2 separate regions of the Hordeum vulgare genome follow, and region 2 is linked to region 1. The links are chromatin contacts, called in public Hi-C maps. All regions are on one chromosome and are shown on one strand. The core of a region is the stretch at or near the end of the contact, and the rest is flanking DNA. Distances in the headings are between cores, read along the strand shown. Region 1 holds the start of LOC123403978 (phosphatidylinositol/phosphatidylcholine transfer protein SFH13-like). Region 2 holds the start of LOC123401035 (transmembrane 9 superfamily member 12-like).

Region 1 (4,688 bases), core at 741-3,240:
GCAGTGCAGCCCCACAAAGAACATATTTTTAGCCTAAGAAATAATTTCAATGGAAGGTTTTATCAACAGAAGGTAGTTTTGGAAAAAATGTTACTGCAAAGACAAAACTTAATTTTGCTAATTTTCTTACATCTTTAGAGTCTAGACAAAAATTGCTGGCGCAGAGAAACCATATTTAGGAAAAGGATAATGAACATACCACGCCATGGACATCCAATATTGTGGTTGTTGTATCTATATGCTTTTGAGCCGCAATTGAGCAGGCTGGAAACTTCTCACGGAATGCTCTCTCAAACTCTTGCACATGGTACTTGATATATCGTTCCACTGTTGTGGTTTGCACAAGTTTATTGGGTTCAACTTTTCCAAGCAACTCGATATAGACAGGCCTTCCATCCTTGTCAACCCCATGATAACCCTGGGGATAATATTGCAGTACCTCCTCTAGCTCATGAAATTCAAAATCCTTCAATGATAAAAGTTAGTTATCATCAGTATGCACGACACTGTTAAGGCAAATTATATAGCAGGCAGCTTTTCAAATTCACACCAAATGCATCTAAATCTGTACAGATGTTTCATACATTTCCAAATCAGTCCTGAGAATAGACAGTGTTCTTACTTCCAAAATTGTGTCCGTCCCAAATTCATTCCTCCAATGGAGCATCTCATCCCACATTTGTGCTGCCTTTTCGACGTCGAACTTTCTAGCTTTCAAAAATCTGCATACCACATATACCAGAATGAAGAATCACCAACTGGTATTTGACAGCTGAAAACAAACACCAATACGAGGCAAGGTTTCATCCATACTAACCTAAGCATCATATGGTAATCATCATGCCTTTCAGGCAATAGGCTCCTGGCAAACAAAACCTCACGGAAGGAGCTGACCGCCTGCTCTTCACCAGCATCCCTGACATCCTCTATCGCTATTCTCGGCACTCTGCAGTCCACTTTCCTCTTCCCCCTCTTCTTCAGCGAATGTGTCAGCTTCGTTGAAGCGTGCAGCGCCTTCTTCCTCAGCGACCGCATCCGCCTGTGCTTTGGCTCGTCCTCCGAGTTCTCGGCATCCGCTCTGTCCCTCCTCTCATCGTTACTGACTGATATCTCTATGCCGTCGATATTGCTCTCTGAAACAGCACATCGTACCACACATAACATTAGCTGCATTGCTTGATCCGTTAAACCCACATAGGTGTAGAAACAACCAACAACAGCCCATACCTGACATTCTCCACAAATGCAGCCTAAATGATCAGGGGTCAGCCTATTTTAGAACTGATGATCACTGATCCGAAACTATATGTACGACCACTCCAGCTCCACTCTGCCACAAACCAACACCAATTATGCATTTATTTTTGGGAGAGACAAACAAATACAGGTTAGAACTGAATTCAGAGAGTTGTGCTGGAAAACACCGAACTCGTGGCCAAATTATCCGCAACGAGAAGAAGCAGAAGCCATGGAAAGGAAACAAGCCCAGAAAACGATGATTCCGGAAAGGAAAGGCGATCGCCTAAACCTACATACATACTAGAATAAATGCTCCCGCCGCAAGCGAGATCCAGTGCACGTACCCCCCCCCCAACCGCCTCGAGAATCACGCGGGCGCCCGCAGCTAGATCCGATCGTCCGAACCCGACGCGCGAACAAAACGGAAAACCGGAAGGAGCGGAGCGGAGCCGATCCGTACCGTACCTCGCCGCGGGAGAGGGAGATCCGCCGCTCGATCCGGATGGGGAGGGAGGCCGCGGGCCGCGCGCCCCTCCTCCACCACCACCACCTCCGGCGCGGCGGGGCGGAGCGGATGAACCGATGGCTCGAGCTGGTGGCACGCGCGGGCGGGCGTTTGATCCGCGCGTCTCTCTCTCCGCCTCCGTCCCCCTCGCGCTTACGCTTCCTTTTTCCTCCGCCTACTCCTCCCCGTGCCGCTGCTGCCGCCGCTGCTGCTAGCGCCCGCCTACTCGACTGCTTCGGTTACTGTGACGCTGGGCAGCGCCTCGTGCCTTCTGGCGCCTCTCGGGGCGGGGCGGGGCGGGGCGGGGCCCAGTCGTCGGTGGCGTGCGCGGCGGTGCTGGGTGCGCGAGGAGCGTGCGCGCGTCGCTATTGACCCGGGCGGATGGGGACGGCTGCTGCCGCGCTCCCGCGTCGCTTTTGCGTGACTGCGTAAAACGCAGGGCCGGGAGCAGGGCCGCCGACGCTCACGTGCGGGGTTAACCGGGAGGGGCTGACACGCGGGGGGCCGGCGTGTCAGTCTTGTCATGTCGGTATGGATGGTCGCGCCTTGTATTGCGTGCGTGATACCCGTACGGCACCTCCCCATCCATCCCGGCTCTGGCCTACTCTCTCTTCGACGAAGATTCGTGCGCATGCTCTTTTTTTTCTTTTCTTTGCGAGATCAAAGGATTTCTGTTAATCAGGGGAGGTCGGTACAATTCGGCTGGCAAATGGCGTCGACTAGAAGGATTTGATGCGTTTTGTTGCGTTGTTCATGATGCAAACAATCAGGAACTGACGTTGAGACTATGTTAGTATGAAAAAAAGTATAGATACGATGAAAATGTATTAGCATCCTTAAACTTAATTCATTTTATTTTTGAGTAGGTAAATGATAAAAAAATATAAACACTACATAGCATAATCCTGATCGAATAATATAATCATGACATGAATATTACGATAGAAATTATACAAGGCAATACTCTATGAATTTGATATTGAAACAGTAAGGCCAAACATGCATGTAATTCATCAAAACCTTTCAAACTAATGGATGTAAAGGAAACAACTTCTGTACATTTTAGTTGTGGTAAGCATGTCATGCTCAATCTTCCTTGCATAGATATATCAAATCAAGAACACCCCGATGCCAAACCAAGCAATTGTATCATATATTTTTCTCGCTTAAATTATTTCAACTTCACTCAATAAATGAGTGTGAACAAAGATAATGGTGATTGGGATTTACTCCCTATGTTCCTAAATATAAGTCTTTTTAGATATTTCACTAGGGGACTACATACGGAGTAAAATGAATGAATCTATACTTTAAAGTATATCTATATACATCCGTATGTAGTTTTTTAGTGGAACCTCTAAAAAGACTTATATTTAGGAACGGAGGGAGTATAAGGGAAGACAAAACGTGGGGAAAGTCTCGCAACAACTAGACGGGTCATTAGGCAATGTAGTGTCCTTACTATCGATATGAATGTGAGGAGTAGGGATTATCTTGCAACGGATGCACTAAAACTATAAATTTATGAAATCTCTCCTAATGCAAGTAAATGGGTGTGCATCTAACTTGATTCATCATGAAGACCTCGAGCATTTGAGGAAGCTGGTCATCAAACTATATAAGTCTATAATGTAAAAATCCCACTACTAGAATTATGGAGGCAATTGTTGGAAATATCAGCAATTTACCATAGGATTTTATTAACAGAAAAGTTATGAAGAACATGACCATGATAATAAAGATGAAACAAGACATGCAATATAGAGATGAGACGATAAAAGACATGTGCACATATGATCTAGAAAAGAACATATGTATAATCGTTCTATTTACACAAGGCATCATAAGAAAGGATGAGCGGAAACGAAACATATCTAGAAGTGAAACTAGAGCAAGTAGTTGCGGCACAAACTCAAAAGAAAAGAACATGAGCACGTACTGGGTTGCAGCATGAGTAGGGTTGGTGTTGGCGTTGTCGTTTGCCATGTTACCAAAGAGGTGGTTGACATCAGGTAAGAAGTCGTCGTCCGGGAAGAGATCGTCGGTGTCTGTGATGGAAGCCAGTAGTCGCGTTGAGCGCTCCCCAAAAACCTTATCGCCCTTCTCCCGTACAGGACTCGAAGGGACGGAGTTTCGGAGGCCTACTGTCCCGACCTACGGTGCACACCGTAAGTCGGGATGGGGAAGAACGTAGAAGCAGCACAGAGAAAGGAACCGGTGGCGAGAGGAAGTTCTGATGCGACTTCTCTGGAGAGGAGCGACCTCTCTTTTATAGGCGCAAGAGAAGGAGGCGAGAGACTAGCGACGGGAGCCGAAGAGAGCGAGGGAGACGAAACAAAATGTTGGGGAACGTCGCATGGGAAACAAAAAATTTCCTACGCGCACGAAGACCTATCATGGTGATGTCCATCTACGAGAGGGGATGAGTGATCTACGTACCCTTGTAGACCGTACAGCAGAAGCGTTAGTGAACGCGGTTGATGTAGTGTAACGTCCTCACCTCCCTCGATTCGCCCCGCGAACCGTCCCGCGATCAGTCCCACGATCTAGTGCCGAACGGACGGCACCTCCGCGTTCAGCACACGTACAGCTCGACGATGATCTCGGCCTTCTTGAGCCAGCAAGAGAGACGGAGAGGTAGAAGAGTTCTCCGGCAGCGTGACGGCGCTCCGGAGGTTGGTGATGATCTTGTCTCAGCGGGGCTCCGCCCGAGCTCCGCACAAACGCGATCTAGAGGAAAAACCGTGGAGGTATGTGGTCGGGCTGCCGTGGAAAAGTCGTCTCAAATCAGCCCTAAAACCTCCGTATATATAGGTGGGAGAGAGGGGACCTTGCCTTGGGCTCAAGGAGCCCCAAGGGGGTCGGCCGAGCCAAAGGGGGGAAGGACTCCCCCCCCCAAACCGAGTCCTACTTGGTTTGGTGGGTGGAGTCCTTCTTTCCTTTC
Region 2 (4,688 bases), core at 813-3,312, 290 kb after region 1:
AGTGAGCTTCATCACTTCCTCGCCGGCCCTTTGCCCTTCCGGTCGCTGACATTGCTGTAGGCGTCCACGGCAGGATGCGGGTCGACGTAGCCGTCGGAGCAGAAGGAAGAGGAGGTGACGATGTAGCCCTCCAATCATCGGACGATGCGGTCCTGCTACAGCTTGAGTTTCACCACCCTTGTCGCTGCCTCCGCTACCTTGCGCCCGGACTGCTAAAGCCGGAGCGCCTTGGCGTTCTTCCTCCGGAGTCGGCGGGCGTCCGTTTTCGCCATCATAAGTGACTGGACATAGACCCACGCAAGGAGTCGCTCCTCCTCGTTGGCACTGCCGGCATCCCGTGACCTCGACGAGAGGACTGTGCAACCGCCTCTCTCTCCCTTGCCCGCTGCCTCTTGCAGCGTGCGACGCGCGCCTCCGATTCAGGCGGGCACGTCCGTGGCGCCGACAGAGCGGGAACTAGCCCCCATTGATGCCCTTGCGGAGCAGCCTCCGACACAGAAGGTGGTCGATGGAAGACTAAGCTTCCCATGCGGGAGCTGTGCGCCGAGGGGGGGGGGGGCAACTCCGCGTCCGCGCTGCGTCGGTGGGTGAGTGGCGACACAGCAGATTCGGAACTGCCCCCTCCTCACCGCATGTCCACCCGCCCGCTCCATCGTGATGCGGAGGGACAACTCATCCTCGTCATCGGCCGCCTCGCACACAAAAGCGTCCCAGTCAGCCATAGTCGGAGCGGCTGCCGAAGCTCGACATGGTGGATGAATGTTGGATTGGATTGAAACCAAGAAAGGAACAAGAAGAGACGGAGCGGATTGAAGTGAAGTGGAATGTAGGGTTTGCTCCGGATTAGGGGTTTTGTGGGGGCAAATTGGGGGTTAGAGGTGGGCCGGGCTAAAATGGCAGACGTGGTTTATGTGTGGATAAATTGGGGTCAATGGTGGGTCGGGCTAACATGGCGGATGCGTCCGGGCCGTCCCATATCGCCCTAAATTTTGGCTGGATATGAGGAGGACCAGACATCATGACTCTTGAGATCGGTTTAAAGTGTTCGAGTGAGTCTTTTTTGTGACCAGCCAGTGACCACCCGGGCGTTTGAGGCCGGTTTAACCGGTTGTGGATGCTCTAAGAGCATCTACAATCAAATTTTCCAATTTGACTCACTCATGAGACATGAGGGAGAAGCAAAAAGTTGATTCAATCGAATCCCTCAAATCCATCTTAAATGACAGGCTATCCGCCATTGTTTATATTCATCTTATATATAAGATGAGTACGAGGAGTCTCTGGGCAATAGTGTTGCGTCCGTCACATAAAATTGGACCAACCACAAATATTTTTTCCTTATTATTATTATTTTCTTTCTCTCTCCATCTTTATTAATCACATGTATGTGACCAGACGTATAAGAAAATAAAATAAAAGACATGAATGCATGGACACACAGATATGAAGTAAAAAAGGATCACATTCAAATACTGACTGGACGTGTCTTCATGCTTCAAGGTCAAATTTGGTGCTCCAAGGGTCATCTTCATGTTTCCTTCTGGAACGAAAACGCCACCTCCACCTGTATTTTCGACAGGAAAAAGGCGCCGCGATTGCCTGCGTGCTCCTGGGTGGGAAGCTGCAGACCTGCAGTATTCCGGAATCTACTGTGTAGGAGTATTCATCTGCGTTGGCGTTTTGCAGCAGCTTCCAAGAACCATACCAACCCTTCACCGCTAAAAAAAAGAAAAAGGAAAGGAGAACCGTACCAACCCCACCGACGGTCCAGATCTGAAACGGGAGACCGACCGATACGAGGCAGTAGCACAACCGTACCGTACACGAGCACATGCCGCACATCCCCGTTCCGGCGTTTTGGCTGGGCCCACATGTCACTCTCCCGGTTAGGCTCCCCGCCAACCTGCCCAACCCACCCGGGTCAAACCGGGACCAAATCGCCACACGTACCACCACGTGTAGACTGCTGACCAACACCAGCGGCGGGGCCCGGCCTGGAGCACCGAACCGGTCCACGACCTACCTCATAAACCTTCAAATCTCCCCCAAAAAAACACAAATGTCCTCCGAATTCAAACAGCGCGCGGCTGTAGATTTGAGAGGGGAAGAAATCAAAACTGCGCCGATTTGAGTGGCGCGTGTGTGCGTGTTTGCGGGAGTAGTACAAGTAGTAGTATAAGATTGGCGGGGTTCGTGCCCTCTCCCTCGATTTTGCCGGCCGAGCGTTTACTTCCCTGCTGTATTCTTCTCGTCCTCGTCCTCGATCTCGAGGGCGGACGGAGAGATAGAGAGAGAGAGAGGGGCGGGTGGCCTCGGGCTCGGGAGCGTCGCCCATGTTTTGACCTCGCCCAGGTCGCCGCCTCCTCCTTGTCCGCACCCCGCGATCCAGATCTGAGGTGACCGCCCCTTCCCTTCTCCCCCCAGCTCCCCCATTTCCTTCTTCTTCTTCCCTGCGTTACCCGTCGACCGTCTGGGCGGCCGGATCTGGATCCTCTGCCTCTGCCGCTGTGGCTGGGTCGGGTTAGAGCGGGATCCGTGCCGCCTCGTCGGGCCGCTGTTGGTATAGTTCGTTTTCCCGCTGGTTATCGTAGTCAATTTCAGGGGATTGTTGGCTGGTCCAGACATGCTCGTTCGTTCTTCCCGGTGAATGGCGGTTGTTGTTATTGTCGGTTTCAGAGGATCGGTCGATTACGTGTCTCTGTTGCTTGCTATCTCCGCAGCTTCGGGTGTAGGAGTATTGGTCTGTGCTCGGTAGATCGTCTGTGTTTGATTTCGCGCATGCATGTTGGCGGTTAGATAAATGAGTACTCTGTTCGATGCACATGCGTTCCTGTTCTCTTTAATTATGTGTTTTGTTGCTATCTGCTCATGATTACATCAACGAAACAAAAAAAAATATGGCGATTCTGTGAAATGAATTGATCCGTGTTTCTTCTATACAATTTTCGTCCAGGTGGAGCTCTTGATTGATCGCCTGCAAGGAGTCTGTTGCTGCAATGGTCTCCAAGATGCCATCGGCCCGGTGGATCTCGGCTTCCCTGCTGGTCATTCTACTGAGCCTGCAGCCCATCGCCGACGCCTTCTACCTCCCGGGCACCTTCATGCACACCTACGAAGCCGGCGAAACGATCGCAGCCAAGGTCAACTCGCTCACGTCCATCGAGACCGAGCTGCCCTTCAGCTACTACAGCCTTCCCTACTGCAAGCCCACGGAAGGCGTCAAGAAGAGTGCCGAGAACCTCGGCGAGGTTCTCATGGGTGACCAGATCGACAACTCGCCGTACCACTTCCACGTCAACACCAACGAGTCGCTGTACCTTTGCACCACCGACCCGCTCACCAAGGAGCAGGCCGAGCTGTTGAAGAACCGGGCGCGGAATCTGTACCAGGTCAACATGATCCTGGACAATCTGCCGGTCATGAGGTTCACTGAGCAGAATGGGATGACAATCCAGTGGACCGGATACCCTGTCGGGTACAACCCCATGGGGAGCAGCGAGGATTATATCATCAACCATCTCAAGTTCAGGGTTTTGGTTCATCCGTACCAGGCGCAAGGTGATGTTGTGGTCACAAGTGAGGATGGTGTTGCTATGGTTGAGTCTGACCGCAAGAGCGGCTTCCAGATTGTTGGCTTTGAGGTTGTTCCTTGCAGTGTGAAGCGTGATCCTGCAGCCATGTCCAAGCTCAGGATGTATGACAAGGTTGACTCTGTGAACTGCCCGTTGGAGCTTGAGAAGTCTCAGGTGATCCGTGAAAAGGAGCGGATTACATTTACCTATGAGGTTGAGTATGTCAAGAGCAACATCAAGTGGCCGTCAAGGTGGGATGCGTACCTGAAGATGGATGGTGCTAAGGTGCACTGGTTCTCAATCATGAACTCCATGATGGTTGTCTTCTTCTTGGCTGGTATTGTGTTCGTCATATTCTTGAGGACTGTCCGAAGGGATCTGACACGTTATGAGGAGATGGACAAAGAAGCCCAAGCTCAGATGAATGAGGAGCTTTCAGGATGGAAGCTTGTTGTTGGTGATGTCTTCAGGGAGCCCTGCTGCTCAAAGCTGTTGTGTGTTATGGTCGCTGATGGTATCCAGATCACCGGCATGGCAGTCGTTACAATCGTGTTTGCTGCTCTGGGTTTCCTCTCACCTGCTTCCAGGGGAATGCTCTTGACCGGAATGATCGTCCTCTACCTCTTCCTTGGAATTATTGCTGGATATGTTGGTGTCCGTCTCTGGAGGACTATCAAACAATCCACAGAAGGGTGGAAATCTGTTGCTTGGCTGACCTCCTGCTTCTTCCCTGGCATTGTTTTCATCATCTTGACCGTGCTGAATTCCATCCTGTGGGGTAAGAAGAGCACTGGAGCTTTACCTATTTCACTCTTCTTCACCCTCTTGGCCCTGTGGTTCTGCATCTCCGTGCCACTCACTCTTATTGGAGGCTTGCTAGGCACACGGGCTGCAGGCATAGAATTCCCTGTCCGTACCAACCAAATCCCAAGAGAGATCCCTGAGCGCAAGTTCCCTTCATGGCTGCTTGTGCTTGGTGCAGGAACATTGCCTTTCGGCACCCTTTTCATTGAGCTCTTCTTCATCCTTTCTAGCATCTGGCTGGGGAGGTTCTACTATGTCTTTGGCTTCCTGTTCATTGTCCTCTTCCTGCTGGTCATAGTCTGTGGTGAGGTT

What was found. Hi-C and Micro-C count contacts between places; a contact is called where the count stands out from the background.
Region 2: a Hi-C map of leaf shows a contact between it and region 1, with 8 times the contacts expected there. The contact joins the promoter of LOC123401035 here to the promoter of LOC123403978 in region 1. A contact is called at or near these places in 4 of 6 Hi-C or Micro-C datasets (leaf and seedling) and 1 of 1 datasets of contacts at active chromatin or transcription factors (embryo).

The regions. Positions count from the first base shown.
Region 1 is chr6H:482,815,346-482,820,033 of MorexV3_pseudomolecules_assembly, forward strand. LOC123403978 (phosphatidylinositol/phosphatidylcholine transfer protein SFH13-like) reads right to left here and starts at 1,991. Exons shown (of 15, transcript XM_045097881.1): 1 at 1,705-1,991; 2 at 1,228-1,330; 3 at 818-1,133; 4 at 623-722; 5 at 200-466. The coding sequence starts at 1,234.
Region 2 is chr6H:483,107,350-483,112,037 of MorexV3_pseudomolecules_assembly, forward strand. It overlaps LOC123401035 (transmembrane 9 superfamily member 12-like), which reads left to right and starts at 2,063. Exons shown (of 2, transcript XM_045094751.1): 1 at 2,063-2,396; 2 at 2,954-4,688. The coding sequence starts at 2,997.